2 separate regions of the Sus scrofa genome follow, and region 2 is linked to region 1. Evidence: chromatin contacts called from public promoter capture Hi-C data. All regions are on one chromosome and are shown on one strand. Each heading gives the region's core, a stretch centred on a gene start, on an enhancer-like site or on the middle of the called end of the contact. The rest is flanking DNA. Distances are from core to core; before and after follow the strand shown.

Region 1 (7,627 bases), core at 1,599-4,098:
GTGCCAACCCAGCCCTTTGGTTTTTATCTCTGGCCTGGGATCTTGGGCAAAGTGAAGCAAACCCTGGCTGCTCTGAGCCCAGCACTCAGGCCAGTCCTTCCCAGAAGCGTCTCTGCCCTTTTTCCTCATCCCATCCCAGAATATGCTCCTTATCTTCGGGGAGATCTTCATTCATTCTCCAGACACGGCTGTGGCCCTCTGCTGGCATGGTGGCTGCACAGCTGGAGCTGACAGTGAGCCCGGGTGAGCTCACAGGCTGGAGGGAAAGTCAGGTCAACAAGCTTGGCACGGAGGTGAAGCCAAGCTTCGCCAGCCGCAGGGCACAGGTCACAGCTCTGTGCTCCTCTCCACCAAGTCTCTGGAATTCACTCTCCTCTCCAGCCCCCCTGCCTGTCCTAGCCCGGTCCTCCGCCTCTCCTCCCTGCCTTCCAGCCCTCTCTTCCTGCCTTTCTCCCGCACCTCAGAAGCACTTAGGGATCTTTCCAGAGAGAGGCAACAGCAGAGGGTGGGCAGGAGCATACGCTGCTGCTCCGGACTGAGGCCAGACTCTGCCAGGTCTGGACCAGAGTCCAGATGCCTCACCTGCAGAACGAGGACCGTGCCTACTTCTCAGTCCCCGGAAAACCAAGAGACCTTTGTTGTCCCTGTGAGAGGCCCCATGCTTTACCGCCCAGGCCCCGGCCTGGCAGCCTCCCTGCCTTGAGCCGGCTCTCTGCTTGCACACCTTCTTTTCCAAGTCCTACCGAGACTCATCCTTGAAGGCCCTGCTCACCCGATCAAATGTCCCCACCTCCCCAAGCCTGAACTGGCCGGACCCCCAGCCAGCTGAAGATGCTTCCTCTTCTGGGTTTGCCCGCTAGGCATCCTGCCTGTTTTCTAGTCCGCATCCCTCTCTTCCTTGTCCCAAGACGAGTGGGTTTCCAGGCCTGTCGTCCCCTCCTCCCACCTGGACTGTGACTCCTCGAGGGATGACTATTACTGTGAAATCACCACCACTATTATTTACGGAGGCCCCGCGTGCCTGGCACTGCGCTAAACGCCGCCCATGGCATGCGACCCTCACGGCCACCTAAGACGCGGATCCACTGTCCCTCCGAGGAAATGGCCTCAGAAACCTGAATGGATGGCGCCCAGAACAAGGGGGAGAGCCCGGGTTCAAAGCCAGGGCTGTCCAAGCCTTCGGGTATACCCAGCTCCCGGCCGGCCTGCCTGCAGAGCCAACAGGGAGGGCCGCACCCCCAAGCTCCCTCCACCCCTCCCAGGAGCCCCCGCCTTCACCCTTGGGTTACGGGGTGGCGGCAGCCTCTGCCTTCCAGATTATGACAGGACGATTGCACCACGCACAGGCATTTTCAAAAGCAACCGTCAGTTTCCTCTCCTGGCCACTGCCGGGGGATGTGGCCTCCACCCCACCCAGGGTCTCCAACAGCCTCAGGACTCTAGGAGCCAAATATAGCCTAGGGCTGGAGTGATAAGGAAATGAACACGCCAGACTGGAAAGTGACCCAGTTTTATTTGGTGTTGGAGGCCACTTGCAGGGGTGAGGGCTGCACAACCTGCCCCTCCCCAGAGCGGGAGGCCCAACGAACGACCTCAGGACCCAGGCCGCCAGGGCGGGGCCAGGCGGGTGGGCGGCTCCCGGGACCCAGTGAACACCGTGGGCTGCGCGAGGAGAGGGGGAATCAGGCAGAGGCCTGGAATGGCTCAGATTGGGGAGCTGGGTTGGAGGATCCGAGAGGAGAGCATACAGAATCCAAGAGCTGGGAGGCTGCAAGGGGCGTCCAGACCCCTTCGCTTTAGCCCTGTGGCTCCGGGTCAGAGAGATGAACCCAAACTGTCATCCTGCAGCAAGCAGGGCCTGCAGTGAGGCCCGGCGTCCCGGCCCGGCGTCGGCTCGGTGCGCGAACCGCTGCCTCACCCTCACGGAAGGTGCGTGCCGGGGCCCCGGCGCTGGGTGCCGAGTCCGGCGGGGCCGGCCCCCTTCTCTCGGCCACGCCGGGCAGGCGTCGCTTAGCAGCTCACCGAGCCAGCGGGCGGCGCCGAACCCAAGTCCGAGAAGCAGTCGAACTCGCTCTGGCCCAGGAAGAGCTCGGGCAGCTCGCGCACGCGGTGCAGCCCGAGCTCCAGCTCCAGCGACGTCAGCGCCTCCTCGTCGATGAGTTCGGCGTCCATGCAGCCCAGAGCGTGCGCGGGTGGCGGCGGTGGCGGAGCTGGGGCTCCGGGCGCCGGCTGTGGGCCCGGGGGCCTCCCGGGGCGCCGGGGGGCGCGGTCGCGCGACTTGGGTACAGCGTCGCCACGGGCTGCAGGTGCGCGCCGCTGGCGGCCGGCGGCGGCGGCACAGCCGGAAAGGACTGGAAGGTTGGCGGCGGCGGCCCAAGGCCCCGTACGTCAGAGCCCCGGGTGGGGGCGGCGGCGGCGGGCCCAGCGGAGTCCCCCGCGGCCGCAACCCGCTGTCCAGGCCGGGGCCCGAGTACGGCTGCAGCGTCCGGAGCACGTGAGGGCCTTGGGCCGGCGCGGGAGGCGGTGGCCTGGGCACCAGGCGGTAGCCCTCGGCGAGCAGCAGGTGGTCTGCCATGACGGCCGGCCGGCTGCTGGCGGCTGCGGACCAGGGGTCAGCGCGGGCGTCCCCCGGCCCGGACCAGCGGTTCCTCTGCGCCGAGGGATCCGGGCGCCGTGCCCTCTCTGCACCCTAGCTGGGCAAAGGAAATCCGAACCCGACCTGTGCTTCTGCGCAGCCCAGGACGCACGAACTCAGAGCTCCCGTGCGCCCCAGCTCAAGGCGAGAACGACCCTGCTCAGCCACCAGGTCCGGCAGCGAGAGCTCAGCGACGCGCCCGCGACCTCCGCGCAGCCTTATACCCAGAGGCGGGGTGCCCCGCCCCCGAGCGCTCATTGGCTGGGTGAGACGATGGGCGGGCCCGCCGCGCCGCGCCTCCTGGAGGTCTCGGCCGGGTTCCTGTCCCAGCTCCGCCCTTTGGACCTTAGGCCCGCCCCCTGGGGCTTTGAGGTCTGTCCCGAAGCCTGGTGTTTGGCACTTTGCAAAAGGCTTGGTCTGGCTGCCCTAGGCTCAGTCTCAGGGCTAGATGGGGCCAAACTTGAACAGACCAGAAGATGGAGTGCGAGGGGTAGAGGAGTTACTAGGCCCCCTGAACTGCAGGATCACAAGCCCAACCTCTCAACCCTCTCAATTTTCCAGATGAAGAAAGCTGGAGAGGCAGAAGGCGTTTCCTGGGAATACAAAGTAAAGCCTGGACAGAAGGGAGACTCGAACCCAGGCCTTTTGATTGCCGCCTCTACACAGGGCAAGGACACCTTTGCGGCGCAGAGTTCCCCGGACAGTCGGCTGCCCGACTCCATAATCCCAGGAGTCCCAGTTACCCTCCCTCGGCTCCTGCGCCCTTGTCTGTGAAAGCACGTACTGAGTCGTTATTAAAGTAATTTATGGGCATGCCTGCTGAAGGACTTGTTCATCCTTGTGTCCTCAGCCCTTGGCCCAGAGCCTATAGCTCAGGGCAGGTTTTCAGTAAAAGTTGGGTGAATCAACAGACGATCAAATGAATTGCACCTCATTCCCCTGCACTCGTTTCTTCATCCGTAAAATGGGGCAACGACAGTACCAAACTCACTGGGTTGCTGTGAGAGTTAAAGGAGGTGGTGTGTGCACGGTGCCCAGCACAGTGCCTGGCGTGCAGTAGGTGCTCAAAAATGTTCCTCAAATGAATGAAAAGCTGGATTTAGTTCTGTCCCTAGGGACCTTCTGAGTGGGGGATGTTGCCCTTCCCGTGATAGCAATAGTTAGAAGGTGGATGTTTAGAATGCTATACATTCTACGCACACCTTACTGGGGGCAGTGCATGGATTATCAATCCCATTGTGCAGATCAGAAGACCGAGGCACGGAAACTGACTGTCCTAGGGTCATACGCAGCCAGAGTTAGCCGTGTCCTTAGAGCAGCTGGAGTCTCTCCTGGTGGCCAAGAGACAACCTTCTGGAACCTTGCCCTTCTCCTGTTTGCCACTCCGCCCCTCCCTTCTCTGGCTCCCCGCTGCTGGTAGCGTCCTTGGGATTTCCTGGAACTTGGGTTTATCCAGCTGGTGCAGACAGGAGAACCGTAGCATGAGAAGCCAGAGGCTCAAGTTCTAATCGTGTCTCTACCACCCGCAGCAGTATGACCGTTGGGTGTTGGGGGGCAGGGTGTCACTTTTTTCCCCAGGGCCTCAGCTTTCTACTCAGTAAAAGGGAGATTGTAGTCACCTGAGAGCTTGTGAGAAGGTCACAAGTGACCATGGATGCAGTCACATTTTTGGCAAAGTGTAAAAGCTACACACATGGGAATTGACTCCCCCGGAGTCTGTCTTTAATAAAAGTGTCAAATGGAAATTCCTAAACATGGCTGCACCTCAGACTCAGCAAGGGGAGGGTGGTGGTACAGAGGAAGAGGAGGCTTTGAAAAATCCTGAATCTCTGGCTCCATCCAGCCTCCTGACTCAGATTCTGGGAGGGTATTTGGAATCATAAATTTGTATGGTCTGAAGATTTGGGAGCCGTTGTGCCACTAGAAGATTTTCCTTTTTTTTTTTTTTTTAAGTGTGTGTGTGTGTGAGAAATGTTTTAAAAGGTCTTTAATTTAGTCCATAAATATTTGTTTGGGCGCCTATTCTATGCCAGGTATTGATCTGCTAGTGGTTTTTAAGCTTTGGGGATCCACTGAGTCTTGAGAAGCTAATGAAAGTTACTGACTGAAAAATTAATAAAGGGATGTCGCTAAAATGGAATCAGGAGGCCAGAAGGAGGAGTTGCTCGTGAAGGTACCACTTAGGGCATGAATACGGATCCCAGCAGGAAGACACACCACCGACTTGCATCTCCAGCAGGAAGTGATAGGACTTTAGAGCAGCAGAAGAAAGATTTTTCTCCTGGCTTGGCAATAGCTCAGCCAATGAGGTGGTCACAGGTCAGCCAATGAAAAGTCACTGTCATTCGAGGTCCCAGTTTCTGCCAATGGACTTTTTGTTTCTAAGGAGCCCTCCCCACTCCCCTTCTCCTCTCTAAAGGGTTTCCTCTCCTTTGCTTCACCTGCCCTTGCATGGGGTTGGCCACAGTCAGATGTCCCAAATGGCAGTTCTTTGCTGCTCCTGAATAAACCTGTTTTGCTGGTTAAAAGACAGCCTGGTTTATAGTTTTAGGTTACACTGCAAACCTCAGGATCACACGCTATTGCGTAGAAATTTGACGAGTTAGCAAATCCCTGGAGGATCCACGGGGTTCTCAGGGATTCATGGGGTCTGGGTGGAACCCCTCTTCTTAGGTCCCTGGGGACATACGGTTGAGACTAAACTACATAAAAGCATGATCCGCTTGTTAGAAAGTGGTAGGGACTATGGAAAAAAAGGGAAAATAGGGTAGGGAGGCGATTGGGGTGCAGGGGCAGCTTGCAGTATTGCACAGAGGGGTCGGGGGCCTCACTGAGACCATAAGGTTTGAGAAAAGACTTAAAGGAGGGGAGGGCAGTGGCCAAGCGGCGTCTGGGGCAAACTGGTCCTAGCGGCGGGACAACTGGAGTGCAGTACTGCTGAAACTGTGGTACCAGGCCCCACCCCAGACCCAATCAGAAACTGGGCTGGGGCTCAGTTTTTTTTTTTTTTTTTTGGCTTTTCAGGGCTGCACCTGAGGCTTATGGACGTTTCCAGGCTAGGGGTCGAATCCGAGTTACAGCTGCTGGCCTACTCCACAGCCACAGCAACCCCAGATCTGAGCTGTGTCCAAGACCTGTACCACGGCTTGCGGCAACGTCAGGTCCTTAACCTACTTACTGATCAAGGTCAGGGATGGAGCCCGCATCCTCATGGATACTAGTCAGGCTCTTAACCTGCAGAGCCACAACAGGAACTCCCTCATCCACGTTTTAATCAGCCCTGCAGGTGCTCCTGGGCTCCAGAGTTAGGGTAAAGCCTGAGGCAGGTGTGAACCGCAGACAGGAGGGAGTGTGGCTGGGGCAGAGGCAGCTTGTGCCGGAGGAGGGTCAGGAGGAAAGATCATGCGGGGCCTCGCAAGGCCGTGCGAGGTCCTGCAGGGCGTTGGCAGAGGCATGACGTCATCTGAGGCCGTAAAAGCATTGCCGTGGGTGACCCTCGTTGTTCCAGCCTTTCCGTGAACTGCTGCCTCGCTCTGCCTTGGACTGCCCAGCACGTTCATTGCTCAGGATTCCTGCTCTTCCCTCTGCCTGGAATGCTCTTCCTTGAGACAGCCACGTGATTCACTCTTTCACTTGATTCTGATCTCCTAAGAGTCAGCCCCTTGGTGAGACCGTCCCCAGCCACCTTCTGTCCCCCTCTCTTTCCCCACCTTGCTCTGCTTTTCCTCTCAGCACCCCCACTCAGCATTATTTCAAAGAATGTCTCGGAGTTCCCATTGTGGTGCAGCAGAAGCGAATCTGACTCGTATCCATGAGGATGCCAGTTCGATCCCTGGCCTTCTCAGTGGGTTAAGGATCTGGCATGGCCGGGAGCTGTGGTGCAAGTGGTAGACGAGGCTCGGATCCTGCGATGCTGTGGCTGTGGTGTAGGCCGGCAGCTGTAGCTCCAGTTGGACCCTGAGTCTGGGAACTTCCGTGTGCCACAGGTGCGGCCCTAATAACCAAAAAAGATTGTCTCCCCGCCAGCAGGTCAGCTCACTGAGAACACAGGCCTTGACTCTCTTGTTCTGCAGAGAATGGCGCTTGGCACCTAGGAAGCACTTGAGTGTTTGTTGAGTGAATACATTAGGCAGAGCTAAAGGCAGTACCTTTTTTGACAAAGTAGGAAACTGAAGCCCAGAAAATAACCCAGGAAGTTACCTGCGGTCACAAGGCGTGTGGCGGAGCCAGGGCTGGAAGGGACGTTTGTAGTCCCTGGAGCAGAACTGTCCCCACTGATCCAAGCTGCTTTCACCCCAAGCCGTGTCTCCATGAGCCCATGGTGGGGAGCAGGGGGTGAAGCCCTTGAGTCCAGCTGGCATGAGTTGACAGGGCCACAGCAAGCCTTGACCCAGGTGGGCACTGCTCAGAGGTCACCAGCAAAGGGAACTGGTGGCCCCCAGGGACCACCTTGTGCCCCCAAGTGAAGACGAAGTTCTTCCCTCCGCCCCTGTGTCCAGTCCCTCTTCCTGGGGACTTGCAGCAAAATCCTCTCCCAAAGACCCTAGGTTCTGGTTGGCAAGACTTTTGGGGTCTGGGCCCCATTTCTAGGACTCAAGGCAAAGCGAGGCTCAGACCAGGCTCAGCAAAAGCCTGAGATTGGGGGGCTCAGGAGTGGTACTTGGGGAAGACCTTGTGCTAGAACCTCTGAGCCGGCTCCTCAATCCCTGGCTGAGCAGTGCCCCCTCAGCCCCAGCTGCTGGGCAGATTTGGCACCCAAACCTGGAGGCTGCTCTGTGATCTGAGTTCCAGGCTCTGACCTGCAGGCGAAGTCCGTCTCTTCTGTAGCTTTTCCTCTAGGCCGCAAGAGCTGGAGAGACCCTTCTGCAGATCCCCTAAGGGCCAAGCCCTCCAAGAGCCCCAGCTGCTGACTTACGCCCCTGTATCTGATGCCCAGATGATGAAAATGAGGCTACTGCACCAGATGGTAACCAGAACAGAATTAGCTAATGT
Region 2 (7,627 bases), core at 1,638-4,137, 180 kb before region 1:
TGGGGCAGTATGGGTGTAAATTATTCCTCCTTTCCAGAGGAGTCTGAGACCTGAGGTGGTAACAGAGGCTGGAAGTGGAGGATGAGGGATTTGAACCCAGGTCTGTCTGGTGCCCAAGAACCTGGAATCCTCTAGGCTGCTGTGACTCACTGTTCCCAGCCAGCTCACCTCCAACGGGAGAGCAGTGGTTTCTAGCCCATGCCCTCGGCTCACACACAGCCCAAGCAGCACAGCTCCTCTGTCGGCTCAGCAAAACACCAGTGCAGGAGACAGCTCCGCTGTGGGCAAGAGACCAGCGCAGAAGTCACCCCTCCCTGGGTCAACAAAATGCCAGTCCCAGGGCAGCCAAACCCTAATAGGGGAGACACTCCGACTGTCAGCAAAATGCTGCTACAGGAGGCATCCCTTGCACCCCAGGTCGGCAGAGGGCCAGTGTGAGACATTTCCCTACATATACCCCCCTCTGCATGTCATAGGTGTGCACAGAGTCCTCCAAGGTGGAGCTCCCGGGTGGGCTGGGGAGGCTATGGGGCGGGGCTGCTGCTGCTGCTGCCTGCGGGAGAAGGCTGCAACCTGGGAGTGGGGCAGGCTCGGGTGAGAGTTCTCACATGGCACTAATGAAATCAACCACCAGGCTGCCCCTTCTTCCCCAGGGACCCTCCAGGCTCCAGCTGATGCAATGCCCGGGCCGGATAATTGTTTTTTCCCTCCTTAAAGGGCCAGCTGCTGTTGCAGCTGCAGGCATCACCCAGACCCCTGGCAGACCCCCCAGAGCTCAGTACCCGGTTAGGAACAGGGCGAGCCCAGAAAGTAGCAGCTCAGCCCTGAGCTCCACAGAGTAAAATCCAATTATGTCCGGAGACCAGAGGTGTCTGTGAGCACAAGGGGGGAGGGAGAGAGAAGAGCTCAGGCAGAGACAGTGCCCAGCACCCTGAGCCCGCATGCCCCGAGGGAAGGGACCTTGGGCCCTGCTGGGTCCTCAGCTCCTTGGCACAGGGGTTGCTCAGGAGTTCAGCAGTTACCTACGGAGCTCCCCTGAGGGCCAGCCACTGGGCTAAGCAGCCCAAATCCACCATTTCGTTTACTCCTCCCAGCAGACCTAGAAGGTGGGTCTGCTTTTGTGAAGGAGGCTCAGAGAGGGGAAGTGACTTCCTCAATAGCGCATAGCTAGAAAGTGGCAGAGCCTGGGTTTGAAGCCAAGTTTCCCTCACTCTGGCTTCAAACCCTGCAGAGGGTTGGGAAGGTATCAAACCCCAGAGCTGGAGGTCCCTAAGCCGGGTGGCTGGCACAGAGGGCAGGGAAGGGGTCTGTGGGCCCTAAACAGGCTCTGAAGGGCATGGAGCATGGACCAGGACCCCTTCCCCCGCCCCCCTCACTCCCACCAGAGATGCCCCGTGAGGCTGCCCACATGCCCCCAGGGACAGTTGGCAGCTGCCTGATTACAGGCTAATTGGTGGCTGGCAGCAACTGTGGGGCTGGGTAGTTAACCCCTTGGTGACCAGGCCTAGCCCTGAAAGGCCCTCTCCCCATCACTCCAGGCCCCAATCTCAAGGATCCTAGACTTAAGAAGTCATCACGGGCAGAAGACAGGACCAAAGGGACAGCAGCCTTTCTTTCCAGACTTAGACAACACCCCTGCGGCGGGGTGGGGGTGGGGGGTAAGCACGGACATTCGCCGGCCTCCCCCACCTCACAGGGCCACATCCAAACAGCCCCCAGGTGGCAGAGGCCAGTGCCCCTGTTCTCTGGCCTCGGTATGGTGTTGCCCACGCCATTCGCGACCTCAGGAGCTACCGGCCTTCTCCGGCTTTCCAGGCCCGGCGGACGGGGAAGAAACCCACTCCTCGGGAATGAGTTATCCAGAGAAGGTGATGAGGACAGGGGTCCAGGCAGCTTAGGGGCCAGCAGGCGAAGACAATCTCGCCTTGAATGAGACGGGCCCAGGTGGCCCACCAAGAGTCATACTAAGCCACCCTGAACCCTGGACTCCCCACCATGGATTGATCAATGGCCTTTCTCAGCTTCATAGAGCACCCCTCCCCCAATCCTAGGGCTGGAGGGGGCATCATCCCTTTTCTTGGGTGGGTGGGTGGCAACACAGCGGTATCTCATTGGGAAAAAAGAGTGGCCAGCTTCTCAGCCAGGGCGCAGGCAGGAGAGAGAAAGGCAGGCTGGCTTCCAGCTCTCTTTCCAGGAGGGATTTTTAGCACTTTCCAAAAATGCCACGGAAGGCAACGCTGTTGAAGACCAGGGAGGGCCCCCAGTGCTTTGAGCATCAGTAAAGAACTCAAGACTCCGGGGCCTCTACTCCATTTTCCGGGCTTCCCCAAACACCTAAGGTTCCCTTCTCATACCTTAGCCCCCCCCACCCCCGAGTGGCATCACACACACACACACACACACACAGTGCTCCTCCCCTGAGCCCCCGTACCCCAGCCCCAGCCCCCGGCACACTCAGATCCCTACGTGGCGCCTCACGACCAGAGACCCCTCCCCCGCCCCGTGGTCCCCCAGACCTCCGCAGCCCCCTCCTCACGTCCACTCCCAGGCGAGCAAGGCCTGCAGACTTACCCAGAGGTGGGCCTGGGGTCCAGACAGGGAGGGGTCTCCGCTGGCCGAGGCGGCTCCGCAAGGCGGGGCAGGTGTTGCCCCGGGACCCGCCCCGCGGATCCGGAGGTAGGCGCGGCCCAGTCCCAGGCGGGTGGCGGACTCCGAGGGGCAGGGGCGCGGGGCGGGGACGGGCGGCGAGAGAGGCTCACGGGGGCATCGCCCGCCACCGAGCCGGGCAGCTCAGCTCCGCCAGCCTGCGCTGCCGGCTCCGCAGCCGCCACCGTTCTCAGCCGCCGCCGGGTGCAAAGCCCGAGACCCGGCTGGCGGGAGGCGAAGAGGGAGGCGGGGCCTGGTGGGGGCGGGGCCTCGGGAGCGGGCGGGGCCAGCGGAGGGGCGGGGCCATCTGGGGCGGGAGAGCGGAGGAGGTGGGCGGGGCCTAAGGGAACCTGGGGAGTACGGGTTTGCCAGGTTGGGGCGACCTGTGCTAATAAGGCCTGGAAGGCGCAGGGTGGGGAGGACGCCCCGAGCCTCTCCACTGTCCCCAAAACGCTCCTGCTCATGGTTGGCCCCGCTCCCCACCTCCACCACTGTCTGCTCTTCCTTCTCTCTGGGGAACCTCCCAGGACCTCCCTGGCAACACAGTAGCCCTGTCACACCCTGTACCAGATCCAGGAATGTCATGATGACAGCAGGGGACATGTCCTACAAACATCAAGTCCAAGGGTTCCCTGATGGCCTAGTGGTTAAGGACTCGGCTTTGTCACTGCCGTGGCTCGAGTTGGATCCCTGGCCCACGGAACTTCCGCATGCTGCAGAAGCGGCCAAAAAAGGAAAAGAAAAAATCAAGTCCAGTTTACAGAGGAGAAAAGATTGGCCCCAGTGCCTGCTGTGAAGAAAAACACTTTGCAATGTCGCTTGCAGACAGAGGGCAAGGGAGTAGGCTAACCTCCCCTCGTCCCCTTTTCTCCTAGAGCAGGGGTTTTCAACCTGGGGTGATTTTTGCCGCCCCCACCCTAACATTTGACAGTGTCTGGAGACGTCTTTGGTTTTCACAACTGGGGTTTGCCCTGGCATCTACTTAGAAGAGATGAGGGTTGCTGCTAGAGAGTCCCCAATGCACAGGACAGCCCCAAATGTCACTACTGCCAAGACTGAGAAGCCCTGCTCTAGGATGCAGCATCCGTCTAAATGCTTCCACCTGGGCTCCCTGCGGCCGGGGCTTGAGGAGGCACCGAGTGAAATCTCCCCCGGGGTCACGCTGCCCCCATCGTGCTGCCCTCGGCCTCGCTCAGCTGATCATTTCCGCTTCGGGACTCCAGTGTTCTCAATTCCACTCCTTCATGGAGGGAACAACGTGACTACCGTTTGCCTTCCTGACTGTTTGCTGAAGTCAGGCAAAAGGAGCCGTCTCCCTACTCAGGGCATGGATGGGGAGTGGAAGGGTGTGGGGGGAGGAGGCAAATGATGGGGATTATTTAAGTAAAAAATCGAGCCTCCTGAGGAGAACCAGCTGTATCTTCAACACACCCCTCCCCCGAACTCATCCCTTCTCACCTTCTCAGTTGTTAAACTGAGACCCAACAATTGGGAGAGCCTGGAGCTGGGGCTCACAGCTGGCCAAGTGGCGAAGGGACTCACAATTTTATGCACTTAGTAACTAAACTTTTGTCATCATCCAACCTACATCAGGCCTAAAACTAAGAGCTGTGCTGTAGAACACTTGCTCTGCAGCAGCAAAGGGGATTAGACTGGGGAGCAGGGGACAAGACGGAGGCCAGGGAAGTGGCCAGAATGGTGGTGGAGGTGAAGGATGGGGAGAGCAGAGACTGACGGTGTGGAGGGGAAGGAAGGAATCGAGATTGCTCTGTGCTCCTCCCCTGTACCCCATCACAGAGACCCGTACACCAGAGGATCCCTTTGGAAGCATGGTTCCTTTGCGCATCTCTGGAAAACGTGGAATTTCCCTCTGCAGAAATGTGCAGATGTGTCCTTTGCATATAATTTCAGGGACTCCAAAGCTCCATACTGGCTTCCAGAAGGATTAGGTAGGGTTGATTCTTAAGTGTATGTAGAAGAATAAACATGCAGAGACCAAAAAAAATCTAGAAAAAAAGGAATGGAGTGCCGAAATGGACAAGCACACAAGCACACAAAGGAATTTGGTGTAGGATAGAGACAGTGCTTCAGACAAATGGGGGAAATACAGGCTTTCCAACAAATGGGTGGAATAACAGGCAAGTGATCTGGGGAAATAAGAGAAAGCTGTGTCCTTACCTGACCCTGAAATAAATTCCAGGTGGAGCATGTATTTAAATAATAACATCATAATGTACCAGAAGAAAACATCACGAATGTTTTGACAAATCTGGACGGCTGGAAAGACTTTCTAAGCCTGACGACACCTGGACGCCAAAGGGAAAACATCAATAAAGCTGACTATGAAACCTCTATAGAGAAGTGGCCCTACTCAAGTTGGAAAGACAAATGACAAACCGGAAGGGATACATCCCAGCTGCCCCCTGCTCTTGCACCCTCTGGCCTGCCCGTCCCTCCCCCAAGCCGCGAAGGGCATAAGCAGAAGGGAGGGCCGCCAGTGGCTCTGAGAGTCAAGGCCAGCACCTGACGGAGGCTCCTCCCCCGGCGCCCTGGCCAGCGCCCACCTGTTCCGGCGCTGGGAAGCCCCGGAGATCCCAGCCCGACCATCTGGGTCCACAGCAGGTGCTTTAGCACAACCGAGCCGGCGTCCGCGCCAAGGCTGCTCACCACTGCCTTCGTGTGGCCATCCTGGGAACTGCGGTCCTCGGTCCAGCTCCCGCAGTTTCCCAGCGTTAAGGCGGGACTATTGTTCTTAATATAAATAAGTTAAATTTGTGAGGAAGCAAACAATGCTGAAGGCATTGTGCTAAACACTCGGGGTAGAATACTTCCTTTGATCCCTCTTCTGGTGGGTTCACTCTGTTATTTCCATTTGACAAGTGAGAAAACAGGATTAGAAAGAAGTGACTTGTCCAGTCTTAAGTGCATATAGAAGAATAAACATGCAGAGACAAGTGGTGTCTTGGGATTCAAGGTCCGACTCCGGGGCTCAGTCTTCATATAACAAAGCAAAGTCCCTGAGGGCGTTCAATAAACAGAATTCTTAAGGTTAACCTTGAACCAGGCCTTATCCCAGGTGCTGGCAATTCAGAATGAGGGAAACAGCCAACGGGAAAAAGAGGCAGAAAATATTTTCGATACACTAAATCTTGGAAACATCAGTGAACATGTTGATCCCAGAATCTGAGAGCTTCTGGGTTTCTGCTGTGTTGCTCTAGGGACCCAGCCTGCCTCTTTCCTCCCAGACGCTCCCCACCTGGGCTTAAGGTACCAGTCACCTAAGCCCAAAACCTGAGAGTCACTCTTTTTTTTTTTTTTTTTTTTTTTGCCTTTTAGGGCCACACCCGCAGCCTATAGAGGTTTCCAGGCCAGGGGTAGAATCCAAGCTGTAGCTGCCGGCCTACGCCACAACCACAGCCACAGCCACGCCAGATCTGAGCCATGTCTGCGGCCCGCACCACACACAGCTCACGGCAATGCCAGGTCCTTAACCCACTCTTGACTCCTGCCTTATCCTCACCTCCCTCCAGGTAATCACCAGAGTCTGCCCAATCTACCTTCTCAATGCTCTGCAGGTTCACTGTCTGCTTTCTATCCCCACGTGGGACCCTCAGCCAGACGGCCTTCCTCAGGTTGTTTTGTTTGTTCGTTCGTTTGTTTGCTTGTCTAGGTTTCTGGTTTGGGGAGGGTTTTGGCTACACCCAAAGCATGTGGAAATTCCTAGGCCAGGGACCCAAGCACACGGCAGCAACCCAAGCCACTGCAGTGACAAGACTGGATCCTTAACCTGCTGTGCCATAAGGGAACTCCCCTTCCTCATTCTTGAATCCAGCTGCTGGCTGTGACTGGGTCTCACCACTTTCAAACTTTCACATACAGAGAAGTCCTTCTGAAGCAAACCTGGCCACATTCCCCTCCTACTGAAACCTCTTTTCATTGATGGAGTCCACAAATATCAAGCAAGCATTTATTACATGATGTGTACCGAGGACACACCAATGAGCAAAATATAGAAATTAAAGTCGATTGGGGGGTTCCTGCTGTGGCTCAGAAGTAACGAACCCAACTAGTACCCATGAGGACGTGGGTTCAATCCCTAGCCTTGCTCAGTGGGTTAAGAATGCTGTGAGCCATGGCTAGGTCAAAGACACAGCTCAGATCTGGCATTGCTGTGGCTGTGGCAGAGGCTGGCAGACATCAATCCAATGACCACCCAGCAACCCCTGCCACCAAAACAATGTGTAACTACAAACTGGGATATGTGTCCAAGAGGGGTCTGACCCAGTAAGGGAGGTCCTAGAATGCTCTCCCAAGGTATTCACCTGAAGTCTGAATAGCAGTCAACAAGATCAAAGAGTCAAAGATGGGGTAAGAGCTGAAGGTGCCTCCCTGAGCCTCAGTTTCCTCATCTGTATTTTGGGAGTATATAGAGCTGTGGCGATTAAATGAGTTAATGTGTATAAAGCCTTAGAATAGGTTCTAGGACATAACTGTGCTGTAACTTTTAGCTATAATAATAATTATTATTAATTTTTTAAAGGTAGAGAGACATTGGAAGCCTATCAGCAAAGAATGTAAAAGAGCAAGTAGCATTTTTTAGATGTCCCTCTGGCTGCAGGGGAAAGCATGGATTGCGACAAGGAAATCCATGGGGTTTAAGGAGGAGACTTTGGCAGGAGACCACTGAGAGCTCTGAGACTTTTAAACTAACAAGGTAGCGGGGACTTGGAGAGCTTTTGTGATTGAGGTAGTAGAAATGACTAGCCTTGGTGTTTGACTGGTGGTGGGATACGGAAGGAGGTGGCAAGGGGCCTCCCCGGCATTGCGGCCCTGGCAGCAGGGGTGGTGGCAGTGAAGTTCGTCACCAGGTCAGGCCAGCTTGGAGGAGGACCGGGCCTGGGAAGGATGCTGAGTCCTATTCTGGATGTGTTCAGATTCAAGTATGTTGGGGATGATGGGCTGCCAAGGAGTTAGGTCTGGA

What was found. Promoter capture Hi-C pulls out the DNA fragments that hold promoters and counts their contacts.
Region 2: a promoter capture Hi-C map of fetal skeletal muscle shows a contact between it and region 1, with 2.2 times the contacts expected there. The contact joins the promoter of RIMS3 here to the promoter of CITED4 in region 1. A contact is called at or near these places in 2 of 5 promoter capture datasets (fetal liver and fetal skeletal muscle) and 2 of 47 Hi-C or Micro-C datasets (heart right ventricle and liver).

Annotation. Positions count from the first base shown.
Region 1 is chr6:170,320,008-170,327,634 of Sscrofa11.1, reverse strand. It overlaps CITED4 (cbp/p300-interacting transactivator 4), which reads right to left and starts at 2,848. Exons shown (of 3, transcript XM_003128106.4): 1 at 2,372-2,848; 2 at 2,249-2,369; 3 at 1,495-2,246. The coding sequence starts at 2,575. The coding sequence ends at 2,011.
Region 2 is chr6:170,501,652-170,509,278 of Sscrofa11.1, reverse strand. It overlaps RIMS3 (regulating synaptic membrane exocytosis protein 3), which reads right to left and starts at 2,887. Exons shown (of 9, transcript XR_002345277.1): 1 at 2,572-2,887.